Regions from separate parts of the Mus musculus genome. Here region 2 is linked to region 1. A link is a contact called in public HiChIP or PLAC-seq data. All regions are on one chromosome and are shown on one strand. The core of a region is the stretch at or near the end of the contact, and the rest is flanking DNA. Distances in the headings are between cores, read along the strand shown.

Region 1 (7,151 bases), core at 1,498-3,997:
AGGAAACTTGGTAAGGTTGAGTGGGTCTGAGACCCCGGCACTCAGGTACCCACCTAAGAAGGTAGGGGTCTCCCTGATCCCCACTAGATTCCTGGCCTGAACGCGGGCCACGCTTCTTATCTGTGGTCACATAGGCCAAAACAGAGTTCTCCATGCTAATGAGGTAGGTATCTACATGGGTTAAACCAATAAGCTTCTCTCCTTGGACGTTCTTCCCCGCAAATGGTATTCAATCTCTGGTGTGCCCTGACGAGGTGGTATGCATCCATTTTCCACAATGAATAATCAGTAAATAGTTTGGAGCCAAGGACTGTCTCTTTCATCAAAAACTGCTGTGGGGAGCATGAGAAGGCCTTCACCTACCCAGCCGCACTCCCTAACTCTCCCGCAGAAGGCCTGCCTGCACTCCAAGACAACCCTCCACTAAGCTAAGGACCCAGCCCTCTACAGCAGCAGTGAAGGGTAAGTACGGTCCAGGGTCTCTGTGTTCTGCCTCCCCAGCAGAGTTTCCCACACCCCAGCGGCCGGGGAGAACATGGACTCACACCCATCTGGAGCTGATCTTGCACAGCTTTGGACAGTCGGGCTGCAGTGCCTGACAGACCATGAGGATGGAGTAGGAGTAAGAGCTCACCAGCTCCTGTGAAGGATCAGGCTACAGAACAGGAAATCTGACGCAAAGGCTAAGGTAGCAAAGCAGACAGGCACAGTGTGAAGACGGAGATGTCTAGCTTTCTGGCCCTCTCCTGTCAACCGTTAGATATCTGATGGGGAATATTAGATATCAGAGCCAGTGCTTCAACTGAAGGGACCCTTGGGTCGCATCATGTTGGTTTGTTATATACTGAGACCTAATGGGTAGATATTACAGAGCATTTGACAAACTTCCATTAAAGTTGGTCTGGAAGTCAATAAAATATAGTTGGTATTTCTGGCTTAAAAAAAAAAGAGGAGGAAGAAGAGGGGAGGAAGAGGAAGAAGAGGAAGGAAGAGGAAGGGGAGGAGGGGAGAGGAAGTAGAGGAGGGGGAGGAGAAGGGAAGAGGGGAGGGGGAGAAGGGGGAAGGGAGCGGAGGAGGCGGGAGGAGGACATCTTTAGAAACAAAACTGCAGGAGCTGGTGGGAAGGCTCATCCTGCCCTTCTACAGAATCAGAAGTGGGTTCTTAGCACCCAAGTCAAGAGACTCGCAGCTGCCTGTAACTCCAGCTGCAGGAGAGCCAAGGATTTATTCTGGCTTCTGTGGGCACTCACACCTACATGGCACTCAAACACCAACACTCACACACTCAATCAATCAATATCCAAAACTTAAAATCTTAATAAAAAATATAAATCCCGGGCTGGCAAGATGGCTCAGTGGTTAAGAGCACCGACTGCTCTTCCGAAGGTCCAGAGTTCAAATTCCAGCAACCACATGGTGGCTCACAACCATCCGAAATGAAATCTGATGCCCTCTTCTGGAGTGTCTGAAGACAGCTACAGTGTACTTACATATAATAAATAAATAAATAAATAAATAAATAAATAAATCTTTAAAAAAAATATATATATATATATATATATCCCCTTAGCCAGTCATGATGGCGCACTCCTTTAATCCCAGCATCCTGGAGGCAGAGGCAGATGGATCTCTGCATTTAAGGCCAGCTTGTTCTACAGAATAAGTTCAGGACAGCCAGGGCTACACAGAGAAACCCTATTTGGGGGTGGGGGGGAATCCCTTTTAAAAAAGAGAGAGGTAAAACCTCAGGGTGCCTGGGTGAGGGGGCAGGAAGGCAAAACTTTATGCTTCTAAAAAGTTAGAAATCTATGTGGCGTTTTCTTCTCTAATCAAGCATTAACATCGAAGCCGGATTTTCATTTTGCTGTCTCTCTTCAGAGAAAAGATGCTCTACTCCCTGAAACAGGAACTAGAGGAAGTTGATACTACTCAAGATCTAGTTCAAGAAAGTCAGGGTTGGCCTGAAAGCAAGCGTGAAGTGTTTCGCACACCCAAAATGTTAAGAGCAGTGGCCCCCGGTGTGAAAGGTCTCCCATGGTGTTAAGAGGGGAGCAGGGGCCAGGCATGTGGCCCGCCAACATCTTAGCGGGGACAAAGGTGGGTTCTAAAAGTTAAAATCTCAGAGAAAAGCTACACATGGACAGGCTCTTCTGAAAGGGACAGGATAGCAATGCCGTGAGAAAGAAAGGTATTTGGTTTGGTTCTCAAGATAAAAACAACATCTAAATACTCTGTCACTCGTCAGCAGCACCTGTGGACCCGCGTCCAGCGGTCAGGATGCTGTCCTGCTAAATCCTATGAAACAGCTCATGGAAGCAGAGACGTTTCCTTCCAAGGTTGAGAAGCAGAATCTGATATTAAAATGATCCTGCCCAACTCTGCATGGCGTTGGAGGTAGAATGGAAAGGGGGAGGGGGAACATCGAGGCTACGCAGATTTCTTTGACAGTCTCGCCCTTGCTGTATACTTTCATTCTTAAGTTCTTCAACTGTGTGGTCCGTTTGGCTGCTTTTCAATGTGGAGAAATTATCATCTGGTTCCCGACTGACCAGAGGCTCTGGCATAGGGACGGTGACCTGTTCTCTAAGTCTCCTGGAAAAGAACCAGCTGTGTGCTTCTGGAGCCTGGCATCTTGACCTGGCCAGAGCTTTCCTCTTCCTCCTTCCCCCGTGTTTCTTCCCTTACCGTTGCAGTTTGCCGCAGCACTGGTAAGAACAGGAAGTGCCAGGTTTCCTCTCCAGGGCTTCCGTAGAAGGGATGTGCTTACCACATCGAAAACACCAGCCGGAAGGAGAAATGCTCACACCCTCTAGAAAGCATGGCCCTCTCCGCCCACCCTACCCCCACTATAGCCACGTACCTCCTCTATGCCCTCCCATACTGGCCCCACCCCACCCCCAAGAGCCTCAGAGCCATGGGTTTGGGCCGCGATCACACTCAAGCCAACTTTAACCCCACTGAAAATTGGTTTGATGTTTATAATCCCGGCACTCGCGTTAGACTTTAAGGGATTGGTTGGATGGTTCAGTTTATGGGTCACGTGCTTGCCAGCAAACTTGACAACAAACTGGAGCCCACAACAAGAGGAGGAGACAAACTCCACAAACCAACCTCTGACTTCCACACAAATTCCCTGGTGCACGCACACACACACACAAATTACACATGTTTTTAAAATGGAGGAGGCCAATGCTGTCCGTGGTGTCACTAGCTGTAATCCCAGCATTTAAGAGGCAGGAGTTAGGGAAGATCAGAGAGGAGTTTGAAGCCAACCTGGGTTATGTGGGACCACCATCTCAAACAAACAAACAAGCAGAGAGATAAAGAAATGGAAAGACGGAGTGCCTATAAACACCCTCCAGGCTGTCCCCACGTTGTGATGATGCCTCTGGAGTCCCAGTTGCAATAGGTGACAACTGCTACTCTGAGCCTCCTTACCTCTGCCCCATATGAACCTTCTCCTTATTTGGCATTTAATCAGTAAACGTGTGTTTTTCAGGGGCCACTGTTTTGATATCCAGGGCCGACAGTTTGATATACTTGATAGAGATGGTAGGGTGCTGAGATGGCTTTCTGTAGCACACTGATAACATCTTGACCTTAATCCCATGTGATCTTCTGCAAATCTTATCTGTTCTCAGCCCAGTGTTTCCCTCAGATGAAGTGGAATTATATAAAACATTAGTACAGAATAAGTGTGAGAACTGTTAGTGGTGATGGAAGGTGAGATGGCTAGTGGGGAGTTTTTAAAGTTGCTGTTAGTTTAATGGAGTCTCCTGGTTTGAACTCAGTCTCCTGAATTTCCCGCTGCATTCCAACTTCACCGTCATCACGGACTCTGTGGAACAGTGAGATCTTTGTGCGAAAAGCCCTCAGAGAGCACCTTGGGACACTCGAGACCACCACACTGTGGTGTCAGGTTGCTGTGAACAACAGTAGTGTCCTCGTTAAAAAGAAAGTGCTGGGCTGGTGAGATGGCTCAGTGGGTAAGAGCACCCGAAGGTCCGAAGTTCAAATCCCAGCAACCACATGGTGGCTCACAACCATCCGTAATGAGATCTGACTCCCTCTTCTGGAGGGTCTGAAGACAGCTACAGTGTACTTACATGTAATAAATAAAATAAAATAAAATAAATCTTAAAAAAAAAAAAAGTGCTTTTTAAAAAATAGTTTTATGGGGGCTGGCGAGATGGCTCAGTGGTTAAGAGCGCCGACTGCTCTTCCAAAGGTCCCAAGTTCAAATCCCAGCAACCACATGGTGGCTTACAACCATCCGTAACGAAATCTGATGCCTTCTTCTGGATTATCTGAGGACAGCTACAGTGTACTTACATATAATAAATAAATAAATCTTTAAAAAAAATAGTTTTATGTCTTTTGCTTTCCCTTTGTCTGTTGATGAATATTTTTGCTCCAGATACCTTTACAGTTGGCATTCCTTCTAGGCTCCGTCCAACAGTTACCTGGCAACAGCCGGGTAGGCCTGGCTTGCTATAAAGGGGGCTGTTCGGCTCCTTCACACTCCCTCTGCTCCTTCTCTTTCTGACTCTCTTCTCTCCCTGACTCCTCCCTCCTCTCTCCCTGATCCCTCTTTCTTCATGTGTTCCTGGACTGCCTCTCTTCCACCCCTCTCTTTCTGTCTCTCTGTGTTTACTCTCTTCTCACTTCCCCTTCCCATGCTTTAAATAAACTCTATTCTATCTATACTATAGAATAGTATATGGCTGGTCCCTCAGGGGGAAGGGATGCCTCAGCACGGGCCCGCTAAGGCACACCCCCATCCTCACCATACCTCTCTCTACAAAGCACATCCTTGACTTTTTTAAAAATATAGTGCTTGGTGCTGACTCTTGGATTTAGAAACTTTCAGGTTCTCATTTCCCAAGATTCAGATTTACAAACTTGCAAGTACATATTTCCCAACGCCACATGGACTTTGCAGACATTGGAAATTCTAGACCTCCATCTAAACCCTGGAGAAGTGGTAAGCTTCCCTTCCACTGGTCATCGTAAATGGCCCCTGGTTCCACGAGAGGGCTGTTGAACTCGAAGCCACTCTCTGATGTCCTTGAGGCTGGAGTTATTCACAGTTATGACCCTTCGTTCTAGGACATCTTCCCTTGGGTGCGATTTTTCTCTCTGCTTGAGGCAGTTTCTTTCTCACTGCTGGGAAATCCTAGGCCTAGGTAAACCGTTCTCTTGATTGTCATAGCTCTTTCTCTAGCCCCCATTTCATCGCATGACACCCTGATGATCTGGCTTGGCTGCCAACACTCCTAGCTATCACATGAATCCTCAGAAGGCTGGTTGAGATAATTGACAGCTTCTACTCTCAGTCCAAAGGAACCGTCTTCACCAATGCTTCCAGACTCCCTGCTGGGATGTCTCCCACTCTTAAAGGCTTCTGGATTCACAGGCTAAATTTGGCCCCAATACCCACTAAACAATACCTCTAAACAGCTGCTTAATGGCACTTTAAAAAGAAAACTTGTACAGCTCTCAGTAGCGATCCAAAAGATGGAAAAATTTCTATGTAGGCTTTTCCCCACCTAAGTTCCCAACCATCTTATTCTCGCTCCCAGACCCCTTCCCCTTTGACTTTTAGCCCCAGTCTCCAGATCTTGTTTAGGACCTAATTCACTCTGCAAAGGCACTTCTTCCACACTCCTGTAGCCCCTGCCTACCTCCACTGCTGCCAGCTGCTCCAAAGAGCAGTCTCCGATTTCTATTTGCACAGCATGAAGCAACTGACCCACTCTGCACAAACTTCTCCATGCACAGGGACAGAGGTTGCTTTTGGTGACAGTGAGAGACCGCCTGTCTGCCAGACAAAACATTTCAGTTTGTCTCTGCTGATCTGCCATCTTTATTATGGTCAGATAAGGTTTTCAAATGTTATCACATCAGCACCATTTTACCTAAGGGTGGCCATAGATGCAGCACCATCTTTGTTATAGGCAGTCTTGGGACTATCTAACATTTTTGTTATGGGCAGTTTCCACCTCACTGTCTTCCCACTTGAGATTTCTATCCTGCCTTGATAAATAATAATTTTAACATTAATGTAAAGATTTACAATGGTAAAAAGGTTAAAGATTACTGCTTTAATATATGTTCAGCCTTGTTTTTGCTACTGTCATTAAGTTACAATGTGCTTTCTATATTTGCTAGATACATTCTAGAACAAATAATTAAACAGATTGTCTAATTCAAATATACTTAATAGATACTGGCTCTCAATCTTGTCAGAAATCTGCTAAATATAGCATTAAATGTTTAAGCTTATGATGACAGAGACTCCCAAATCCTAATCTTAAACCCCCAAGGTCTCCGAGAAGATATAGGCACAGCAATAATATTCTACCTGAATTGCAGTATGATAACCACTGAGAAACACTACTCCTTTGCCTTACCCACTGTCAGGGCAAGACCTAAACTGTGGACAAACAGGGAACCCCCAGACAGTTAAATGTCTCATATTACCTACGACAAGGTGAGTCATTTCTCCCGCGTCTCTGCTTCACAGGAAAAAGCCCCTCATCTTCTGGGCCTGGGGGTCAGACTGCCTCTGCCCCAGCTGCGATGGAGGAGGCGACAGGGACCTGGGAATTGTTTAGGAGGTAGACTATCGACCAACGTCTGTCATTTTAAATAATATATGACATCTAGGTTATAATTTGTTCTTCCCAGATTTCTGATTACATTGATGGCTTAGCTTAGCCATCAGCTTGACAGCTAGAGAACAGACCTCTAGCTCCTTCCACCACCATATTAGCTCATTAGTCAATCTGTTAACTAGTTAAGACTACCGCATCTCTTATCAAAAAGACACATTTGCTTTGCTCACAAGCTTCATGATAAAAGATACACAAGTTCAGATATAATGTCTCACAGATGTAATCTTCTATTAGTTCCTTAACTAAACTGTTTCCAGTGACTAAATGCTTCATATTTCCTCCCCTTGTTATGCCACTGACCTAACGTTAACCAACAGATGTCTTGTAAATTAGCCTAACTCTAGTAAAACATTCCACTCTACAATCCAAAATATATAATCACAAGTTCATTTTTTTATTTTGTTTTTTTCTTGTTTTTCGAGACAGGGTTTTTCTGTGTAGCCCTGGCTGTCCTGGAACTCACTTTGTAGACCA
Region 2 (7,151 bases), core at 3,115-5,614, 540 kb after region 1:
TTCGAGATGACCTCAACATTACCCGCCTATCTCATTTTGAATATGTCAAAAATGAAGACCTGGAAAAGATTGGCATGGGCCGGCCTGGTAGGTAGCCCACAGGCCTTGCTTTCTCTTCTGATCATTTACCTCGTTTGTATTCATCATGGCCCAGCACAAGAAGAATCTCTTCATCATGGTGGTGGCTGTGAGTGGGAGGCAGGTGGAGAGTGCTGTTCACAGGGTGCCCAGGGAACAGTTTGCAGTTGAATGTAAATGTGAGTTGGAAGTTGAAGAGAACAGAGTCTTAGAGCTGTGGTCACTCAGAGTTAGTCGGATATACCTTTTTTGGCTTTCTCCCAAGGTGCTGGGTACTGAATTTAGGGCCTCACTTGTGCCACCTGGGTGCTCTGCCAGTGAGCACACCCCAGGCCTCCCTGCCTCCACCCCTTTTTAAAGAGATACTAGGAATTATCCCTAGGACCTTTCACGTGCTAGGCAAGGGCTCCACTACTTTAGCTCTGGCCCGTCCTTTCTGCACTTTGTGGTTTGGGGGCAGAATGTCAGTAAGTTACCCAGGGTAGCCTTGAACCTTTTATTGCTCTGGCAGACCATGGACTTAGCCTCCTCCTGGCTCAGCCTCCCTGTGCTACCAGGTCTGCTCTCTAGTCCTTCCCCATTGGTGTTTGATCAGATATTTGTAGATGTATTTCCTGTGTCTCTTCTGTTTCATTCTGAACACCAGTGGGGTTAATGCCAGCAGATCCACATGAGAAGAGAAGACAAAAAACCCTCAGATGGGGCTAGAGGGATGGCTCAGTGGTTAAAAGCGTGTACTGTTCACTTATAGAGGACACCAGTTTCGTTCCCACATCAGGTAGCTTGTAACTGCCAGTAGCTCCACAGATCTGACACCTCTTCTGGTCCCTATGGGCACCCTTACACATAAGGAACACACACAAAATACATAAAAATAAAAAAAAAATCTTTTAAAGAACATGTTGTTACTTTAAACTTTCCCTTCTTTCTAAACTAAAACTAGCAGTTACCATCTAGAAATGAGAAATTTATCATGGGTTGTGGCTAGACCTCTCTTGCTAAAAGATATTGTTTATTTAACGTCCGTGAAGTTCTGGGTTTAATTCCCAGCACCAAAACACAAACATCTCAAGAGGTGGAGGCTGAAGGATCAGTAGCTCAAGGTCATCCAGGCCAGGCTACAGTAGACTATCTCAACAACAACAACAACAACCCACAATCAGAAACTTTAGTGTGTCCAACTCAAAATAGCCAAATGTTTTACAAGCTAAAAAAGAAAAAGACAGTAACGTGTGCTGCTTTTGCTTAGATAGTTGATTTCTGCCCTAGTTAGGGACACCGCAGCTGTGTGACACCATGAGCAAAGCCGCTTGCTAAGGAAAGGATTTATTTAGTTTATACTTTCACATCACTGTTCTTGAAGGAAGTCAGGACAGGAGCTCTCAATAGGACAGGAACCTAGAGGCAGGGACAAATGCAGAAGCCATGGAGGGCGCTGCTTACTGGCTGGCTGATGCTTTGCTGAATCCAGGGCCACCAGCCCAGGGATGGCACCGCGGACAATGAGCTGGGCCCTCCCCCATCAGTCACTAGTTAAGACAATGCCCTGCAGGTGTGTGAACAGCCTATGGAGGCGTTTTCTCAACTGAGGTTCCTTCTTCTCTGATCTAGCTTGTGTCATATTAGCATAAAACTAGCCAGCACAGCGTCTGATGTCAGTAGTGTAAGAATATTTTAAGGGAAGGAAACCTTAGAATGGAGACAGGTGTATGTGTGTATCTCCTTACCTGAGTTGTCTGGAGAGTTGGCGAGGTAACTGGCCACTTCTCATTCTGCTTTGATGAGTAAACACCTCCAGCCAGAGGTAGAGTGTAGAGATTGGGTGAATGAAATTCCTAGTTGGCAACTGATCCCGTTGGTGGCATTGGGTTGAGTGGTGTCCCAGGAACTGAGGAAGTCAGTTAGGTGGATAGCAGCCTCGTTGGGAGGGTGTGAGAGCTGTCTGACAGACCTCGTTCACTTTCCCTGCTTGCAGGCCAGAGGCGGCTGTGGGAGGCCGTGAAGAGGAGGAAGGCCATGTGCAAACGCAAGTCATGGATGAGCAAGGTGTGTGTGAGAAGGGTGTGAGGGGGTGGTGGGGCACCCAAGGGCCTCCCGCTGCTGGCAGGCTCAGGAGCCTTCTCCTGCTGCCCAGAGGTATAATCTCACCGATTGCCTCACACTTTGTACAGACTTTCCTCCTCCAAGCTCTTATCTGACAGGACACTTGTGGTGCTGCCTGGCTAAGTGTCTGTCTCCGCCACAGACAGACCGGTGAACGGCCTGTGTGCAGTAAGGGTTTCACAGCCTCTCTGGGTGCCGGAGCTGGGACTTGTTGATAAGTGTTCCTTCCTTTGAGTGTCAGGCCAGTGTCCAGAAAGGGGTAGAGGGGACTGTCTGGACATCTTTGCCTTGTTCTGTCTGCCCCCCAACACTTCCCTGTGCTCTCCGCTCTTCAGGTTCCTGTGGTCATCTGGCTCTGCTGACAGCTTCCTTCCCCACAGCTCCTCCCCACCCCCTAAGTTGGGTCTTTAGTGTTGTGAGTCCCTGATCTGACTCAGTGGAACTTTGCCCATTGTCTGGAAGACAATGAGAGAGGAAGTGAGCCAGCCAGGGCCTCTCTCTCTACTTCTGGCCTCAGAACTGGGGTGAGGGGTGAGCAGGGCAGAACAGCTGGACTGGGATTGGGCAGTAGAAATTTTCTGGCTGCAGTCTGGCAAAGGGGCTGTCTCTTGAGAGCCTGTGGCCTTTTCTGGGGACACAGTCCTGGTCCATCGCCCAGGTTTTTGCAGAGGATGAATGTGTGGCGACCTATTGACAATAGAGAAAAGCAGTGTGGGAATTTTGGATCTTACCCCAGTTCATAGTAGGTCTCTGGGTGATCAGTGGTCCTTTCTAAAATTGTCATGTCTTTGGTAAACCAGCATTGGCTCCATTACCCAGCTTACCATGTAGGACTGTGCAAAGGGCCTCGTGGCTGCAGTGGCGAAAGTAGATCTTGTAAATTGAACTTATTGGCAAATATTAGGAAAATACTGGGAGGAGGGGACAAAGTCCAAACAGGTCCTCAGATTTGAGCTGCCCTTAGTGTTTGATTTCGGGACAAGGGGCTGAGGGGCATATTTTACATACCAAAGCAGACCTGGCCTCCAGGGTCTCCCAGCATCCCTCAGTCCCTACCTGGCATACTCTGCCCGCCCCACCCCCCACCCCCAACTCAGAACTTTCCAGCCCAGGGGCTGCCCTTCTCCCAGAGGCTCTTCCCTAGTAACCCAGACATTTCCATCTCTCTCTGACTCTTTCTGTCTGTCTGTCTATCTCCTTCTCTCCCTCCCGCCCCTTTCTTCTCTCTGTGCACACCCTCTCTTTCTTTCTCTTTTCCGCCCATACCCCCACTTTCCCCATGACCACTCTAATGTGGCTTGAGTTGGCTCACTTCACCAGCTGGGGAGAAAGAACCTATCACTCAGCACACACGGGTAAGGTTGGCCAGCTCTGAGGGCAACGAGAAGAGTCTGTAGCCTGGCACTAGAGCTTTAGATGCCCAGTGGAGGGGCCAAGTCAGATTGCATGGCCAGGTGAGTTCCTTCATAGCCCCCCTCTTCCTGTCTCTTGACCTTTGGCCCTTCTTTCTCCAAAACAGGCCTTGGAGACCCCTCTAGTCTTCCTTCCTTCTCAGCCCTTGGCTCTAGGCGCCCCTCCAGAAATCCAGCTGTCTTTCCAGGCCCTTCTCCAGCAAAGACTGGCTTCATTTGCACTACATACACACACATAACACATACTCATGGGTCAACCTCAGACTAAAATTATCTTCTCCCCTGGGCAGGATGAAGGGCAGCCGACTCCCCAGGGAGGATAGAGACAGACAGTGCCAAATGGTTAACCCAGAGAAGGGGCCAGGGCTAAAAATGGACAGGGAGGTGTTTGGAGGGCCCCTCGGGCTCCTACCCTCTCTTTGTATGCTAGGGGCAAGAGGCTGTGCCGTTTAGGAGGTTCAGGAAGGGAAGGGTAAGATGGGGAGGAGCTGAAGGCCAGGGCTGCCAGGGCTGGGGCTTGGGGGTGTACCTGGAGGGCTTTGGGCTATCTCTGTCTTCACAGACCGTTTTGGGGTTAACTTCATCCACAAGCAGCATCTTCATCTGTTTTTGACGACTACCCTGAGGCTTCAGCTGTGGGTTCCCCGTTAGGGTGTACGCTAGAAGTGTGTGCCTTTAACAGGCTGCCCCTGGCAGCTTGGCAAAGCCAGGAGCTGTCTGAGGCTTACCAGTAGGGTGGGACTGAGTGCCTCTGGGGCCCTGGGTTCCATCTGGCTTCTGGCTGCTTTCAAACAGGTGTTCAGTGGAAAGCGGTTGGAGGCCGAGTTCCCTTCCCAGCACTCTCAGAGCACCTTCCGGAAGCCCTCCCCCACCCCAGGGAGCCTGCCAGGGGAGGGGACCCTGCAGAGCCTCACCTGCCTCATTGGGGAGAAAGACCTACGCCTGCTGGAGAAGCTGGGGGATGGCTCCTTTGGCGTGGTGCGCAGGGGTGAATGGGACGCCCCCGCAGGGAAGACGGTGAGCTCTGGGGTGGGCACCTCTCCCCTTCTGTCAGGCGACAAGTGACTAGGGACAGTTGTGAAAGTACTCACCTTTTGAGCCATGTTCAGGTTTAACTGAGCACAGTGATTTCTTTTTTTCAAGTCTAAAGATAGTTTGCTTACTATGAAAGATTGGACACGGAAAAATGAAAGGCAAAGGCCTGCAGCTCCCACTGCCCGGCTGAGGCAGGGCTGCAGCGCCCCCTCCTGCCACCCCAACCCCTGCAGGGATTTGTTGTGAGACAGCATCTTGGGTAGACCAGGGTGGCTTTGAACCTGCAGTGACAAAGTATTTTCTGTCCCTTTATCCTTTCCTTCCTTCATGGTCTTGGATCAGCTTTGAAGCAAGTGCTGTGCCACTGAGCTATGTCTCATCACTAAGATAGAAATTAGATTTACATATTTAAGTCATAGCCTTTTTTCTCTTAATTAAAACTCCCTAGTGGATAACCACACACAAACATACACGTATGGGGTGTGGGGGGATACAGATTATTGTAAATATATAGGGCCAGATGCACTTCCCAGACAGTATATTAATATTGCTAGCACCCAGCAGGATTTGTCAAGCCCTGGCCACTCAGCACCCCTTTTTCCAAGGTGGGGGGCATCCATAGATTATGGCATTATAGTTCAACTATATTATTGTTCTGTCTTTATATTGCTCATCTCTTAATTTATTGTCACTGCTAATTTGGGAATTTGCCCAGAAAGAAGAGGCCCACATTTAGTGACCTTTAGAGGTCAGTCAGCTGCCACCCTCTTGCAGTGCAGAGGATGTAGGATATAAACTGATGGCATGCTTGTGCACTCAGATGAACAGGTCTGACGCAAGGGGCTTTACTCTGAGTTGGAAGGTGCAGTTAGCTCAGTGTTGGGAACCATGAAGGTCTAACGCCCTGCTAATCCTGCACTGGGCAGGTGAGTGTGGCCGTCAAGTGCCTGAAGCCTGACGTGCTGAGCCAGCCAGAGGCCATGGACGACTTCATCCGGGAGGTCAATGCCATGCATTCACTAGACCACCGAAACCTCATTCGCTTGTATGGTGTGGTGCTCACACTACCCATGAAGATGGTGAGTGGCTGGGTGGGAGGGAAGGCCAGAGGGCTACCTGCAGTCTGGGCTCCCAGACGCACTCTTCCTCCTGCCTGCTCCAGTTTCCCGCCACAAGTGGCAAAGGGGTTTACCAGGGTACTGCCTAGTGCTGTCATCTCTGGATTTTCTACTGCTCACTGGCAAGATGTGCCCATAGGAATGGCTGGCCCTTGACATGAGTTATCTTTGGAGTTTTTAGCCTGGGCCTCTTTGGAATGCTTTATTCTGGGGTTTAGATTCTTGGGGGTGACTGAAGGGACAGGTCAGAAACGAACATGGAGTTCGTTCATTGGAGCTATGGTCGACCTCCAGAAAGAGACTGGGAACTTTGCCTTTGAGAGAGTGGCATCGATCTACCGGATTTATCCTGTCTGTCTTCTGTGTGGCCTCAGGTGACAGAGCTGGCACCTCTGGGATCTTTGTTGGACCGCCTACGTAAACACCAAGGTCATTTCCTCTTGGGGACGCTGAGTCGCTACGCTGTGCAGGTGGCTGAGGGTATGGCCTACCTGGAGTCCAAGCGCTTCATTCACCGGGATCTGGCTGCTCGAAACCTGCTTTTGGCTACCCGGGACCTGGTCAAGATTGGGGACTTCGGACTGATGCGAGCTCTGCCCCAGAATGATGACCACTATGTCATGCAAGAACACCGCAAGGTGCCCTTTGCCTGGTGAGGGGCAAGTGTTGCTGGCTTGTAGGGCCCAAGCTCCACTCCAGTCTCAGCAGATCCACACCTCCAACTTCTGGGGCCTCTGTTACCTACCACAGGACTGTCTGCCTCGGCCTGTCCTTCTCATTTCTGGGCCTGGGTGCCTTTCTTGAAGACTTACATGTTTGCACATCCACCCAAGGAATTCTCCAGGAATACTGGAAGGCACAAGCAATCTAAAGGGCATGTACTTGGTGGGGGATTAAAAGGCTTCCTGGAGGACTTGCTGTTAAGTTTAAAACATATGGCAAGCAGCCAGGCCAGGATGGTCAGTAGGCTTATCTGTGTAGAGCTGGCGGCAGGCGGGAATAGATTGCACCGTATCTTGTAGGCAGTGACTAACTAGTGACCTCCACGTTGCTGCTTAGCCTGCCTTGGGTCCTTGCTGGGCAGATCCTTTGCTGAGATCGTGGAGTCTCCTAGTGCCAGAGGCAGCTAAAGGGGTGGCAAGGAGAGGTCCCAAAGAAGCCGTCCCTTTGACCTTTGTTTTTTTTTTTTTTTTTTTTTTTTTTTTTTTGCCAGGTGTGCCCCTGAGAGCCTGAAGACACGGACTTTCTCCCATGCCAGTGACACCTGGATGTTTGGGGTCACACTGTGGGAGATGTTCACCTATGGCCAGGAGCCCTGGATTGGCCTCAATGGCAGCCAGGTGAGGCAGGGTAAGGGGTATGGTTCCCATAGGGCAGGTGGGAGTGATCCGTCCCTGGTCCCCAA

Evidence for each region. HiChIP or PLAC-seq counts read pairs in DNA pulled down with a chosen protein or histone mark.
Region 2: an H3K27ac HiChIP or PLAC-seq map of embryonic stem cells shows a contact between it and region 1, with 5 times the contacts expected there. The contact joins the promoter of Tnk2os here to the enhancer-like site in region 1. A contact is called at or near these places in 2 of 39 promoter capture datasets (maxillary cranial neural crest and second pharyngeal arch cranial neural crest), 2 of 15 datasets of contacts at CTCF or cohesin (embryonic stem cells and large pre-B cells), 11 of 484 Hi-C or Micro-C datasets (B cells, the G1E-ER4 cell line, the HPC-7 cell line and 7 more), 7 of 115 datasets of contacts at active chromatin or transcription factors (astrocytes, double positive thymocytes, embryonic hindbrain and 2 more) and 1 of 9 other capture datasets (embryonic stem cells).

What each region holds. Positions count from the first base shown.
Region 1 is chr16:32,127,609-32,134,759 of GRCm38.p6, forward strand. No RefSeq gene overlaps it. Among named protein-coding and RNA genes, the nearest start is that of Cep19, 31 kb to the left of the region's middle. Within about 2 kb of position 2,748, at least 161 of the 459 cell types and tissues checked have an H3K27ac peak or open chromatin away from gene starts, as enhancers often do. A contact at or near this core is called in B cells, the G1E-ER4 cell line, the HPC-7 cell line and 4 more, where this site is marked.
Region 2 is chr16:32,663,833-32,670,983 of GRCm38.p6, forward strand. It overlaps Tnk2os (tyrosine kinase, non-receptor 2, opposite strand), which reads right to left and starts at 4,365. Exons shown (of 3, transcript NR_033493.1): 1 at 4,123-4,365; 2 at 1,806-2,868; 3 at 1,391-1,476. It overlaps Tnk2 (tyrosine kinase, non-receptor, 2), which reads left to right. Exons shown (of 16, transcript NM_016788.3): 2 at 1-87; 3 at 2,054-2,124; 4 at 4,389-4,610; 5 at 5,555-5,707; 6 at 6,121-6,398; 7 at 6,960-7,086.